3 separate regions of the Gossypium hirsutum genome follow, and all the other regions are linked to region 2. The links are chromatin contacts, called in public Hi-C maps. All regions are on one chromosome and are shown on one strand. Each heading gives the region's core, a stretch centred on a gene start, on an enhancer-like site or on the middle of the called end of the contact. The rest is flanking DNA. Distances are from core to core; before and after follow the strand shown.

Region 1 (4,497 bases), core at 1,087-3,586, 240 kb after region 2:
AATGATATATATATTTGAAAAGTTTTAAATTAGAGTTCAAATTAGTGACTTGATTTAATATGTTTATGAACGTGAAATCCCAGTAACGCCTCGAGCCCTATCCCGACGTCAGATACGGGTGAGGGGTGTTACAGGTCGTTTTGGTACAAACATTTCCCAGAAATTAATGGACCATCTACATTTATTTTCTTTTGTCATCTCCTTTGAATATCAATAACCTAGCATGGAATTTTACTAAGAAAGTACCTCGAATGACCAAGCTTTTGAAGCTTTCAAGTTAATAATCTGTTGGGCTAATGAATGGAGGTCTTTAAAAAATGCCAACAATTTTATTTGGTTTACCTATTTATTTTAAATATGTTTTTTTTTGTGTTAAGGTTCTAATCTAGAAATATCCCCGTCATATCCCATCTCTGGATAAGCTATTCAGAGGATATCCCTGTCATATTCCATCCCGATTCAGGATTTTTAGTGCCCGATTCGGTTGTTTTAGTGTTCGGTTTAGATTTTTTATGTGTTTGGATCGGGCTACCTATCATACTTATTCCAATCAGGGATATCTCATTCCAAGGATATCTCAGTTCTTGGGTATACCATTTAGGGATATCCTGATTTGGGTGTATCTCTTTCCAAGGGTATCCCTTGTGCTTTTAGGGTTATGGTTTGAAAAATGTAAAAGAGTTTATTAAACATATAAATATTTTTTTTGCTTTTTTTAAATAAAAAAATTGAAATAACATTGAGACCGTAAATTTGAATAATAGTGTAAAAAAAATATATCTATAGAAACATGATATATACATGAACAAATAATAAATGAAAGCATCTTTCATATTTATTTCCCCTTTATTATCTCTTATTTCCCCTTTTTCTTTCTAACGTTTCTTTTCTGTTAATTCCCCCATTTCCCTTTTATTATCTATTATTTATTATTTCCTATTTCCCTTTTTTTTCTAACGTTTCTTTTCTGTTAATCCTCCCGAATAAAGAATTAGTGATTTAATGAAAGAATTAAATGTTACCGTTTAAAGTGAATGGGGTACTGAAAGTGATACGTGAGAGGATTCAAACATTTAGAATCCATTGGCTTTTCACATCATTTTTCTTTCCCCCATTTATTAGTCGATTCTCTTATCTCCTTCTCTTGCTTTCTTTTTTGTTTTCTTTTCTATCTTCCTCCTTTCTTCTCCTTTCATAACAAACCTTTGCCTTTTCATTTTTATTTTAGTTTCAGATCTATACCTTTTTTAATTCTATGTTAGTGGGTCTATTTTATTGTTTTTTGGTTCATAAAAAATTTGAGTGATTGAACATAGATTTGAAGTCGGAAACAACAAATGTAAAGTTTCTTCATCTTGTAATCTTGTTGCATGAGTTGTTTGTATTAGCTAAGTTTGTCATTTAAAGAGAACTATTTTAATGCCTTGATGATGATATTTTTTATGTTCTATTAAGTTCTTTGTGTTTTGTTGGTATTTCCAAGAATATCTTATTTTTTTTATTGGATGAAATTTATACAATTATAATTATATTTGTAAGTGATATTTGCTTTTGTTATTTTGTATTTTATGTAAATTTTCATTTCTATGCAACAATGTATACTTCAGAGATTGAAGTGAGAAGCAAGATTCTACTAGGTCAAAATTGTAAGTGTTCATTTATCTATTATTTTTCTTTTTTGTTAATTTTCAAATTGATATTTGTCACGTTCCATGAGATGGTATATTCATTGAATATGACGATACATTTTCCTTCTTGGTGAATAACCAAGCTTTTGAAGCTTTCAAGTTAATAATCTGTTAAGCTAATGAATGAAGGGTTCTAAACAAAACCAACAATTGTATCGATTTACCTATTTATTTGAAATACAACAATACAGAACATTCAGATAAACATAATATATTTTAAAGCTAATTAAAGATATAAGCTATAAAAATAATTATAAATGCTTTTCTTAGGAAAAATAATACTAGTATGAGAAATTAGTCGAGTTCCAAAGCTACATTAGGGGGTTTTGTTATCGATTTTAGTTCAATTTTCTAAATCTTATTTTAATTGCGTTTTCATCTCTATTTTTTTGTTAAATATATATGTTTCCTTATACTTCTATTTTCAGTTGATTTTGGTATGAGATTTTGGTTTTTAGCAATATAAATCCTTTGTCTTTGTCTTTATACATCAATTTTCGGTGGATGTTTTTTATTTTTGAATTCTTTGTTTCCCTTTGTTTTATTTTTTTGTTTCTCTTTACGGATCTTTCGTTTTATTTCATGCTTAGCAGAATATTGTTGGGGCTATGGGTTATTGGGCTTTCGATTCAATGTTAGGTGATTTGTCTTGTTTATGTTTTGGATTACTGGGTTATTGGGCTTATCTTATATTCGGTGCAAAATTTTTAACTGTCCTGCTGTAGTTAATTTTTCTTCTTATTCTACTCCAAGGATATCCTAGTCATATTCCTTCTCGGGATAAACTATTCTGCGGATATCCTGACTATGTTATTCCTGATTGAAAATTTCTACAGTCTGGTTCAATTGTTTTAGTGTCTGGTTCAAATTTTTTACGTTATTGAACCGAGCTATATGTCATACTTATTCCGATAAGGGATATCCCATTCAAAAGATATCCCAATTCGAGATATCCCATTCCACTTATATTCCAATTGAAGGATATCCCATTCTACCAATATCTTGATTTAGGGTCTGGGGTTTTATGTTTGGTTTTTATATATAGAATTTGTTCACACGTGATGAGTATGGTTAACAATTCCAGTGGTGATAGAAGTAATGATAAAAGAGAAAAGAAATATTTTACAACACATGGAAAGTTTTAACTAGTTATTTCATGTTGCATCTTCTTCTGTGCAATTATATTATGAGAAGTATATATTGAAGTAACCATGCATGGATTCAAAACAATCAGGTGAAACATAAATCCTTGACGATCATGAATCCCTTGACGATCATGAATCCCTTGACAATCATGAATCACGTTGTATGATTAATTTTAAAATGTCAAAATTTGTATTCACAAGCTTGTTGAGAGTTTTAGAAATAAGATACAATTTGCAAACTTTAAGACACATATTTTCTCATGAAATGTTGGGATTTTTTTTTTTTTTGTAAATCTTGGGCACCAATGTAAAGGTTTGGAGTAACAATAACTCAATACTTTGCAATTGTACTTAAGAAAGTTTCAACGATGGTCGTTGATATAATTTTACCAAATGATCGTTATTTTAGCTCAATACCCGAACAAATACATAATGATTCTAGATATATGTCACATTTTAAGGTAAAAATTTCAAATTATATTATTATATTTTAATATTTTTTAACTAAAAATATGCATGAGACTAATGATTATTTGTTTAGGATTGCATAGGTAAATTGATGGTACACATTTGCTGCTATTCTTCCACTAAATGAACAAATTCCCTAAATTAAAAGAAAATGTGTCTCAACTCAGAATATTATGGCAGTATGTGATTTTAATATTTGTTTCACATTTGTTATGTCTTGGATGTGAAGGATCAACGCATGACACTAGAATATTTCTTAATGCAATTTGAGATTCAAAATACAAATTTCCGCACCCACCAAATGGTAAGATATTTCATTTATTTCTTTTTTAAAATAATAAAGTATAAGTTCTTTAATTGATAATTAAAAAAAAGAAACAACTCTTGAATTAATTGTTTATTATATTATAACATGTAGGAAAATATTTTTTTGCTGATTCTGGATATCCTCAAATGAAATGTTATCTCGGACCATATAGAGGATATCAATATCATTTACCTAAATTTTGTAGAAGTAGTCCTATATCTGGTAAATAAGAGATATTCAATCATTCACATTTATCATTATGTAGTGTGATTAAATGAACTTTTAGTGTTTTGAAAAAAAAAGGGTCATTTTAAAGGATATGTCAAGTTCTAGTTTTGAAAAACAAACAATGATTGTTGTTGTTACAATGACAATACAAAATTTTATCCGAAAACATGTCAGTCGAAATGATGCAGGTCTAATGGAATAGAAAATATTGACAGAGTATATGAGAATATTATTGATCTAGAAGATGTGCATGATGGAGAAAGTGATGAAGCTGATAGTGAATCAAACAATTAAAGTAATTACAAAATGGAATTAACAAGAAATGTGATAGCTTGTGGTTTAATGAATTCACTTTAAATTGAAAATACTAATGTAAAATTTTTAATATTTATATTGGGTATACAATTATTACTCCTTTTTGAAACTTAATTCAAATATATAGAATATTTGAATTTGTTAGGTTTGTATTTTCTACGTTATCTTAATATTTAAAATAATTTAAATATTCAAATTATATTTTTTTAAAAAAATAATACAAGTTAATTTAAATATATTTAACATTTCTAATTCATGTATTTCATATACAATAACATTAACAAAATTTAAATACATCTTTTTTTCCTTAAACATCATAATGTCTAAAATAGACTTTTTATCTTTT
Region 2 (4,730 bases), core at 1,691-4,190:
CGCCAATATAAAAAAATGAGTTTAACATATCATATGAGTTTAACAATCGCCAATAACGCGCTGTCAAAGAAAAATGAACAATACATATTGGTAAGTGTATGTCAACATAAGATACACATAACATATTGCGTGCCATTGTTTAGTTTTTCTATTAGCTTTTCTATTTTTTAATAGTAAAAATGGATCAAATTTTTAACAAAAATTATCAATTTGCTCATTAATCTAATGTACAAAAAATAATTTATCTATTTTTTTTAGTACAAGGATAAAATACAATCTACCACCTAATAAAAAAGCATTGTATTTTTACCAATCCAACATTAGTTCATTTATCTTTAATTAAGCAACAACAAGTAGACATATTTCTTTATGAGCATGCATGCGCATTCACAACCAACAAGGCTTGATTATTAAGCAATTGATTGTTTTGAATATTAACAGTACTCGATTTATATCTATGCAGGAATCAACCCTAGTTATTCTGTAACAGTTAAAGCCAGATACTCCATTACTTGCATGTTAGCTATGTTAAGAACCTTCCAGACCATTATTGTACAAATCAAATGTTTTTTTTTATTAAAGGAAGTACAAATCAAATGTTGGTATATAATTGTAGCCAAAACAATATCTGTAACCACATCCACAAGCCCCACACTGATTTGCTTTTAAGGCCCTCTGGCATAAAAGATTCACCAATCAAGTTTCTTGAGGTGAGCTTTCCACCTTTAACTATTTACCACTAGCAGACAACTCTATATTATAATCCTCTATCCAACATCAATTTTCCAACTCTTTCCACATCCTTCACCCTCTCTGCATCGCTATATATCTTCATCAATAACTCAAAATTATGTTGGTTATCTGGCTCTAGCTCGAAAAGTTTTTGACCTGCAATATCTCCTATTTGTATGTTTCCATGAACCGAACAGGCATATAGCATTGCTCCCCACACAGTTAGCCCTGCCTTAAACTCCATTCTCTCCACTATCATGTTGAAAGCCTCATCTATCAGCCCTGCACTCTCGTAAAGATTTACCATGCAAGCGTAGTGCTCCATTCTCGAATCAATCCCATACTTCTTTCTCATTAACCAAAACAGCCGCTCTCCGTCATTGACCAAACCTAAATGAGCACAAGCCGATAGTATTGCTACAAACGTGATGCTATCAGGTGAAGAACCGCTCCTCACCATCTGTTCGAAATACAGTAGAGCTTCTGGGTGTTTACTATGACCAGAGATTATTGAATTCCATGACACAATATCCCGCTCGGGCATTCATTGAAACAACCAACTTGCTCCATCTAACTTGCCAAGATTAGAATAAACAACGATCATAGCATTAACGACAGATGTATTCCACTCAATTCCTCGCCTGAGAACCTATCCGTGTATCTGTGCTGCAATCTTCAATGAAAAAAAGCTAGACAGAATAGTGGATATAATAACAGAGCCAGGCTCAAATCCCTCTTGAATCATCCCACGAAATACCTGCAATGCCCCAGCCAATAACCCTTGACGAATATATCCCGTCAACATGGAATTCCAAGAAATGTTATCCTTACAAGAAATGCTATCAAAAACCCACCTAGCCTTAACTATGTCTCCACATTTTGCGTACATATCAGTAAGATCATTAAGCACAACGAGACTCCATTGGTTTTTAATATCTATCGAGTTTAATTTTTTTATCAATAGCTTACTACAACGAGACTCCATTCTATTGGGTGCTCAATCAAAACTCCACTTATTCTTTTCCCTTCTGATAAAAGAGAGAAAAATAAATAAACCAGCAGCTACACCCAGTACCATTCTTACCTCATGTATATATCATCATGCAGTACCTGAAGTATCACTGCCGGAGGATAAAAAGATAAACTGGGAACGCTAATAATTTATAGACACTTTGAATCAAAGCAATTTTCGGGCATAAACCAGTTAGCATTAGCAGTTGCAGATAAACAACACCCCGAAGCAGCCACTATTGAGTCCAAGCATGCATTGATTAAAGAAGGAGGGGAAGCCAATAAAGCAAGCATTGAAAGAAATGGAGGACTTCCATACGAGATGAAACATTGAAGTCCAGGGGGACCTAATCTTCATCATCATTAATAATCATAAATATAGTTTCTCCTCTCCTTTACCACTTTTCTTCAGTAATAACAGAACCCGCAAATTCATGTAGTTGTGGCTAAGAAAATTTTGTTTGAATATATGCTAAAACTAAACCTAGTTGTCCAAATTGGAGAGCAGTATTTAAGTTTTTAATTTTTATAATAACTTTTTTGACACTTTTAAATCCACACCATAATCATTCTGACAATGCAGTGCAAGAGTGGGACACTAATGACTCACATGGCAGAATCAAAATGTAAACTTGACATGCAGTATAGAAGAGAGGGAATAAGGCACAAAAATTGGCAGAAGTATGCAGGAATTTGCATGAAAATCTTCAGCCAAAAAGAAGAATATATAACGAGCTGTTCTAAGACTCATGCTAAAGATAATCAGGAAATTTGTAGGAATTTGAAGGAAGGGTGCCTATCCTACCCTAAAAGCATTGACTTTGAATTTAGCAAGACAAGAATGAAGGGACGTGCCTGGGCTTGGAAACGTCGATTTTTTTACCGATTTGATTAAGAACGTCGAGATACTTCTTCAAGGCTCTGCCATTGTTTTTTTCGATGAATCAATAAGGAACAAACCCGTAAACAAAAATGAAAAAGCAAAAATGAAGATGATGTGAAGGAAGCAAAAGCAAAAATGTTTTTACCTGACCTTGGATGAAGGGGAGGAATGGCTGCTGATTGAGAGTGTTTTTGAGGTGAAATTTTGGTAAGGGTAAACTAGGGTTCCTCAAGCAACGAATAGCTAAACGGTGAAGAGGGAAGGGAATAGAAATCCCCAAAAATCTCTGCTTAAGCCCAGAATGGAATAGCCCCGTAATAAGCTATTCCATTGAACCAAACGTCAATTTATGTGGGGCTGCAGAATAGGGTGGTAATAGGCATGTAATGGCATAGCCATTACATCCAACCAAACATGCCCAGGCTATTAGAATATGAATTTTTATTTAATTATGTATGGAACATGAATTTTATTAAAATGTATTTTGTTAAGAAAGTAATTTGGATTTTTAACTAAGTTTTTAATAGTAAAGACTGATATAATGAAGATGTCAAACTTAATCGTTTTTTTTAACTCTTGTGTTTTTCTGAAAAGAGACTAAAGTTCCTTATAAAATAAACAAATGATTTAATTAACTGTTTTTAAAACTCCAATAATCTTGCTAGGCCATTTCGGTGGCCAATGTAAGCTCCAAAAATCGAGTCTAACATCTAGGCCAGGTTGGGCAGGTTACATATAATGTACTACTATTATTTATAACTATTATTATATTATAGATTATAATAAAAGATAAAGTATTACATGATATTATGATATTTAATCATTGATGCATATATATCAACTATTAATATATTATATACTATATGATATGATAAAGTAGGAGGGTTAACTTTCAAATATACGAAAAGTATAAGGGCTTAGAACATATTTTAACCAGTACAATAATAAACAATAATTATGATAATAATTAATATACAATTACTACTATTATATTATAGAATATACTAAAATTTATAGTATTACATGATATTATAATGTTTAATCATTTATGCATATATATGAACTATTAATATATTATATACTATAGCATTATGTAATATATTAGGAAGGTTAACTTTCAAATGTAGGAATATATGATAATGATTAATATATTATGTACTACTCTATTATTATAGTATGTGATATAGTATTATATAATGAAATAATATATTTATAAGTACTAATATAATAACTATTATTCTTCAAAAAAAATTATATAACTATTATTATATTATATATTATAATAAAAGATTTAACATCAATAGTTATATGTAATTTAGTATATTAAAATACATGTTTATAACTATAACTAGCAAAGCATAAAGTATTATTAAAAATTTAATATCCTAATCAAATATTATTTTTAAATTAGATTTTGAATTGAACTTTAACTTTTACAAAATATATTTGAGTATTGAGTTTAATTTCTTTTTATTTTGGGCTTGAAATTTGGGCTATTAGTTTATTTTGAGTTTAGGTAATAATGAGTATATCATTTGTGTTTGGAATTACTATAATATATTTGAGTTTTGGAATAAATATTTTAGAATATGAGTATTAGATTTATAAATTTAATAAGAAAGATAAAAAGTTATTCAATTATTAATATAAAAAATAATAAATAATAAAATAGATTTTTGTTAATTCATATAATATTATAAAATAATAAATTTTACATATAATAAACACTTTAATTATTTTATTTAAAATAAATTTATTAAATATATAATTTATGTTTTTTATAAAGCAAATTCTAATTGTATTGTCATCATATAAAAGTAAAATGAATTATTACATTCAAAATTAAAACATTTATGATTTATAAAATTCAAAATTATCTAAATTCGTTAGAGCCCACCCAGCTTGATTAAAGCTTGAATCCAAAAAAAATTAGCTAGAAAAATTTAAGTATGAATGGATCTGAATCAGAGAAAATCCAAGACCGTAACATATTCAAGTTCGAAAAAGTCCAAACCCTGATCTGAAAAAATTCAAGCTCAAAGTAAGCATGATATAAACCCACCCCTTTACTAGCTCTAACTACACAGTATTTTTTATAATTCAA
Region 3 (4,720 bases), core at 900-3,399, 130 kb before region 2:
CAACCCCTTTTGAATTAAAGAGCTCCATAAAATAATCTTTAACGATAGTCTCCATACCCTCTCTTTCTGTCTTAAAGAATTCATTCTTGTCTTCCAATCCCCGGATATAATTCATCCTCTGTCTTTATGTAGCTTTACTATGAAAAAACGTTGTATTTTTATCACCCTCACGCAACCAATTGGCTCTAGCCTGTTGTTCCCGATATAATTCCTCCTTTTCCATTTCCCAATTAAGCTCCAGCTTTACATCAAGGATTTCTGCTATCACATCATCATCCCGGTCTATACTATCAAGTTGAACCAATCGATCTCGAAGGTTCTTCCTTTTCTTGTCATGTGCGTACTTGACTCTTCGTCCCCATTTTTGTAGGCCAGCTCAAAGATTTTCCAATTTAGCAAGAGCATCACTTGATTTCTCATCCCATAGTTTCCTAATAACATCAGCACAATTCGGTTCCATAAGCCACCAAGATTTAAACTTAAAGCGATTTCTCCCATCATGTGCACTATTTATCTCTGTTTTGATTAGATTCGGACAGTGATAATAGAATCAATGCATAAGATTATGTACCTTGTAATTACTATACAAATTGAGCCAAGCATTATTTGCCACTCCCCGGTCTAGCCATTCTCGAATATTTGTGGTCTGGAAGTTGCCCCTCTCCCATGTATCCTTCTGTCCCGTATAACCCAAATCGACTAATTCATAATCTGTTAAGGCCTTTCGAAAAGCCTCCATCTGCCTTTCATTTCTTGTTGCGCCTCCCGTTTTTTTATGAGCATACATAATCTCGTTGAAATCACCACATATACACCATGCTTCTGAATTTGTTTCTTGTAGCCTTCGAAGAAGATTCTAAGAGTCCTGCCTATCTGAGACTTGTGGATTCCCATAAAATCCAGTGAACCTCCATTTGTTTGAGTTATCTTCATCAATAACTTCAACATCAACATGAGATTCTGAATAGCCAAGTGATTTTCGTTCCATGCAAGGCAAATTCTACCACGTGTACCCGTTGCTGATATATCTATCCCGTTCTGAAAACCACATTTTCTCCTAACTCATTCCATGCGTCTATGATCCAATTTTGTCTCCATTATGAAGACCAGTTGGGGTTTGTAGAGTTTCAACATATGTTGAAATCTCCTACTAGCCTGGGGATTCCCCAGTCTCCAGACATTCCAGCTTAGGAGTTTCATGGCTTCCAGTCGGCTTGCCCATTGGCAGCCGCCGATATAACTTGTGTTAGTTCTGAACTAACGTGGGAAACAGCCTGCTTACAATCAAAATTGGCATAACTATCCTCCCTATCCTTATTTTCCTTTACTTTTTTAACAGGACTTTCATTAGTGAGATATGTCGCATTCTCAACTAGGCTTTCATGATTAAACTTGCGTTTATCCAAGATCCTTTCTGACATATTTGCATCAAAGTTCTTCTTGTCCAATCTACGCCAGCTGCTTCTGTGGTATCTCGGTTGTTGTGTTGCTTCCCATTCTTCATAATTTTTTATCTCCACTTCATCTATCTGATTTTCTGCCATGCTACTTTGGTTTTTCTGTAACTTTTCCTCCACATTGGTCATACCCTTTCCAAGACTTTCAATACCATCATTAAATTTGTTATTTCCCCCCCGGTCTTCTGCGTCCAGAACATTTGGGTCTTTTTTTGAAATTTTTGCCATCATCATATCTATCTGTCTTCGGCATCAATAATTCTGTACTGCACTTACCGTTACTATCTGGTTCTTCCATGCCTGTATAGTTACACTGTATCATTGTTTTCTTTTTCAGGGATCCGAGCCATATGCTTTCTTTTCCTTTGATAGAAGATTCAGCTTTAAGCGCTATTGAATAAGGTAAATCATCTTCTGTCTTTACTCTTTCTTCAAATGAAATACTCGTACAATCTTTAACCCCATGCCTTGCCGACCACACCCAAAACAGAACGTTGGTAGTGATTCGTATTTGAAAGGAAGCCAGGTTCTTCCTTGATTGTTTGGAGAGACAAACAGACCTTTCTGTAGTGGTTTCTGCACATCTAAATTGACCTTAAGGCGACAAAAGTCCTCTTTAATCTCTGATCGTATCACACCCCCAAACGTGGATCCCACCGCATGCATTAGGTTCTTTTTGTCACATTCTGGAGGACTTGGCCCTATTTTTATCCAAAAAGGGGGAAAGAATCAGTCAATCTTGCCTCGCTCCAGTGGTTCCGTTATTCGGTCAAGAATTACTAGTTGTTTCCAAAAAAGCCATGGTCGCCCTTCCATGACACGCTCTAAATCATCCTCATCTTCAAAAATTATTGAAAACAGGTTCTGCCCCACAATATTAATCTCGAATTTCTTTCTAGTTTTCCATACACTCCTTAATTGTGCTCTCAAACTATCTGGGTTATATGATTTCTTTGTCCAAACAGTGTAGATCAGCGTTGGATTTTCTGCCGGAGTTACTAGCGAACTCTTTACTGTTAACTGGATCAGTTCTTCTTCAAAAAGAGCTAATTCATTTTCTGCTTCCATACCCTCAAGTCACCACTCGTCCGCTGCCAAAGCACAGTAACCGTTGTTTCTTTGGGATGCTCAGAGAGCACTCTTGACTTTTTAGGGTTGTTAATTAGTAAAAATAACAAAATATTATTATACACTCATCTATATCTATTAATTTCAATATAAAACCCCATCCTTCATTTAAAAAAATAAAATATATTAAGATGATATAAAAAATATAATTTTTAGGCACCAATAAAATAGTGCCACATTATTAAATTTTAAAAATAACAAAATATTATTATTGCAGTATTTTATATTAATTAAATCTTTATATCTGTGGTTTTGTGTTTTACTATTATGTTTAAGGTCTGAAATTCGAATTGTATTGTTAAAAGTTTTATTATTTTAAAACAACCCCATCCATGCATTACATAGTTAAATGTAATTCTATGTAAATTTATATTAAGAATGAGTTTGTTGGTTCACTATTTAAGTCTCTGTATTTTGTTTGGCCCCGTGTTCGAGCCCCATCGTATGTGTTAGGAAATATTTTGCTTCTTGTCGAAAAATTTACTAGTGGCTGAGACAAAATATTTTAAATGTTTCTTTTTTTTTTCCCTTTCTTTTCCCCTTTACATTTTTGCTTCTTTCCCTTCTCTTTTTCTTTTTCCTCTTCTTTCGCTTTTTGTTTTTAAATCGTTTGAGCGTGTTGTTGTCGATCGTTGGACTTCTCATTCTAATCTATTGTACGGGTCGGGTAAGTATGTCTTCTGTGATGTCAATTGTGTCAATTTGTTAAAAGTTCTAAGAAATGACGGTGTTGTATCGTTGATAGTTTGCGCTAATGGATAATTTCTCGTGGTTAAACAATGTTGGTTCTTTATTTTAGGAATAGGTGTTGGAAGTAACAAATCTCGGCAGGTTAATTCGAGTAATTGCAGTTAATCTTTTGTTAAGTGTCAATTTCGTTGAAGATTTTATGTCGAAGTTTTTGACATAAGTTTCTGTGTATAATTGTGCTTCATTGTCGTTAAATTCAGTTGATTGAATGATTGAATGGTTGTTTTAGGCTTCAAAGACTCTCTATGTTGTTTTCGCTACACAATCTCTTTAGGTGCGTACCAAAAACCCCTGTTTTTGCAAATTTCAAACACTGGAAAATGTGGCTGTCAACGTCACACAGCCAGAGACGTAGGCGTGCGACCAGGCCATATGGTTGGCTATGTAACTCACTGATCATCGAATTTGAGCCACACAGGCAAAGGACACAGGCATGTGTTCAGGCAGTGTGTGACCATGTTATTGCATGGTTCACAAGGTTAAGGACATGAGTGTGTGTCCAGGCCGTGTAACTCACTGTTTATGATTTAGGATCACACAAGTAGATAACATGGGTGTGTACCCAAGTCGTTTGAGCCACACGGGTAAGGACATAGGCGTGTGCCCAGGTCGTGTAACTCACTGTCTACGATTTAGACCCACATGGGTAGATGACATTGGCGTGTGCTAGGTTGTGTAAGACACACGGGCAAGGATATGGACATGTGTCCTAGTCGTGTGACTCATTGTTTATGATTTAGAATCATATGGGCAGATGACATGGGCATGTACCCATGCCGTGTATGTAACACCCCTAACCCGTATTCGTGCCAGAGTAGGGTTACGAGGTATTACTGATCAATTCACAACATATAGCATACATTTATCAAACATAAAGCATTCATTCTCATAAATCATTCAACACAATCACATTGTCCCTTATAAGGGCCTACGAGGCCTTAAACATTCTTTAGAAGTAGTTTGGGACTAAACCGATAACATATGAAAATTTTGAAAACTTAGAAAAATTTCAACCATACAGGGGTCACATGCCCGTGTCTTAGGTAGTATGGAAATAGGGCATACATACTGACTTGTATCACACAGTCGAGGACACGTCCGTGTGCCAGGCCATGTGAAAATTAGAGGGTATACTGACTTGGGTTGTAACATCTCAAAATTGGGTCTAGTCGGAACAGTGGTTTCAGGACCACAAATTCGATGTCAAAATATTTAATTTATAATTATTATGAGGCCCAGAATATGAAAGTAAGCATGTGTTAAAGTTTCATGAAGAAATTCTTAGTGTAAGGTGTCCAATTGAAAATTAGGGACCAAATTGAATAAATTGCAAAACTTGGATTTTAAAAGCAATTTCCATGAAATTGCTTTAGATTATTAATTAG

What was found. Hi-C and Micro-C count contacts between places; a contact is called where the count stands out from the background.
Region 1: a contact with region 2 is called in a Hi-C map of leaf, with 2.3 times the contacts expected there. The contact joins the enhancer-like site here to the promoter of LOC107900108 in region 2. A contact is called at or near these places in 2 of 34 Hi-C or Micro-C datasets (both in leaf).
Region 3: a contact with region 2 is called in a Hi-C map of leaf, with 5 times the contacts expected there. The contact joins the enhancer-like site here to the promoter of LOC107900108 in region 2. A contact is called at or near these places in 11 of 34 Hi-C or Micro-C datasets (anther, fibers, hypocotyl and 3 more).

Annotation. Positions count from the first base shown.
Region 1 is chrA11:64,501,165-64,505,661 of Gossypium_hirsutum_v2.1, reverse strand. No RefSeq gene overlaps it. Among protein-coding and RNA genes, the nearest start is that of LOC107900081, 25 kb to the left of the region's middle. Within about 2 kb of position 2,336, at least 1 of the 9 cell types and tissues checked has an H3K27ac peak or open chromatin away from gene starts, as enhancers often do. A contact at or near this core is called in leaf, where this site is marked.
Region 2 is chrA11:64,744,654-64,749,383 of Gossypium_hirsutum_v2.1, reverse strand. It overlaps LOC107900108 (pentatricopeptide repeat-containing protein At4g25270, chloroplastic), which reads right to left and starts at 2,940. Exons shown (of 2, transcript XM_016825818.2): 1 at 2,772-2,940; 2 at 551-2,664. The coding sequence starts at 1,276. The coding sequence ends at 758.
Region 3 is chrA11:64,876,325-64,881,044 of Gossypium_hirsutum_v2.1, reverse strand. LOC107900126 (a long non-coding RNA gene) reads left to right here. Exons shown (of 7, transcript XR_001684824.2): 5 at 1,795-1,859; 6 at 1,948-2,318; 7 at 2,423-2,653. Among protein-coding and RNA genes, the nearest start is that of LOC107900126, 5.4 kb to the left of the region's middle. Within about 2 kb of position 2,149, at least 6 of the 9 cell types and tissues checked have an H3K27ac peak or open chromatin away from gene starts, as enhancers often do. A contact at or near this core is called in fibers and leaf, where this site is marked.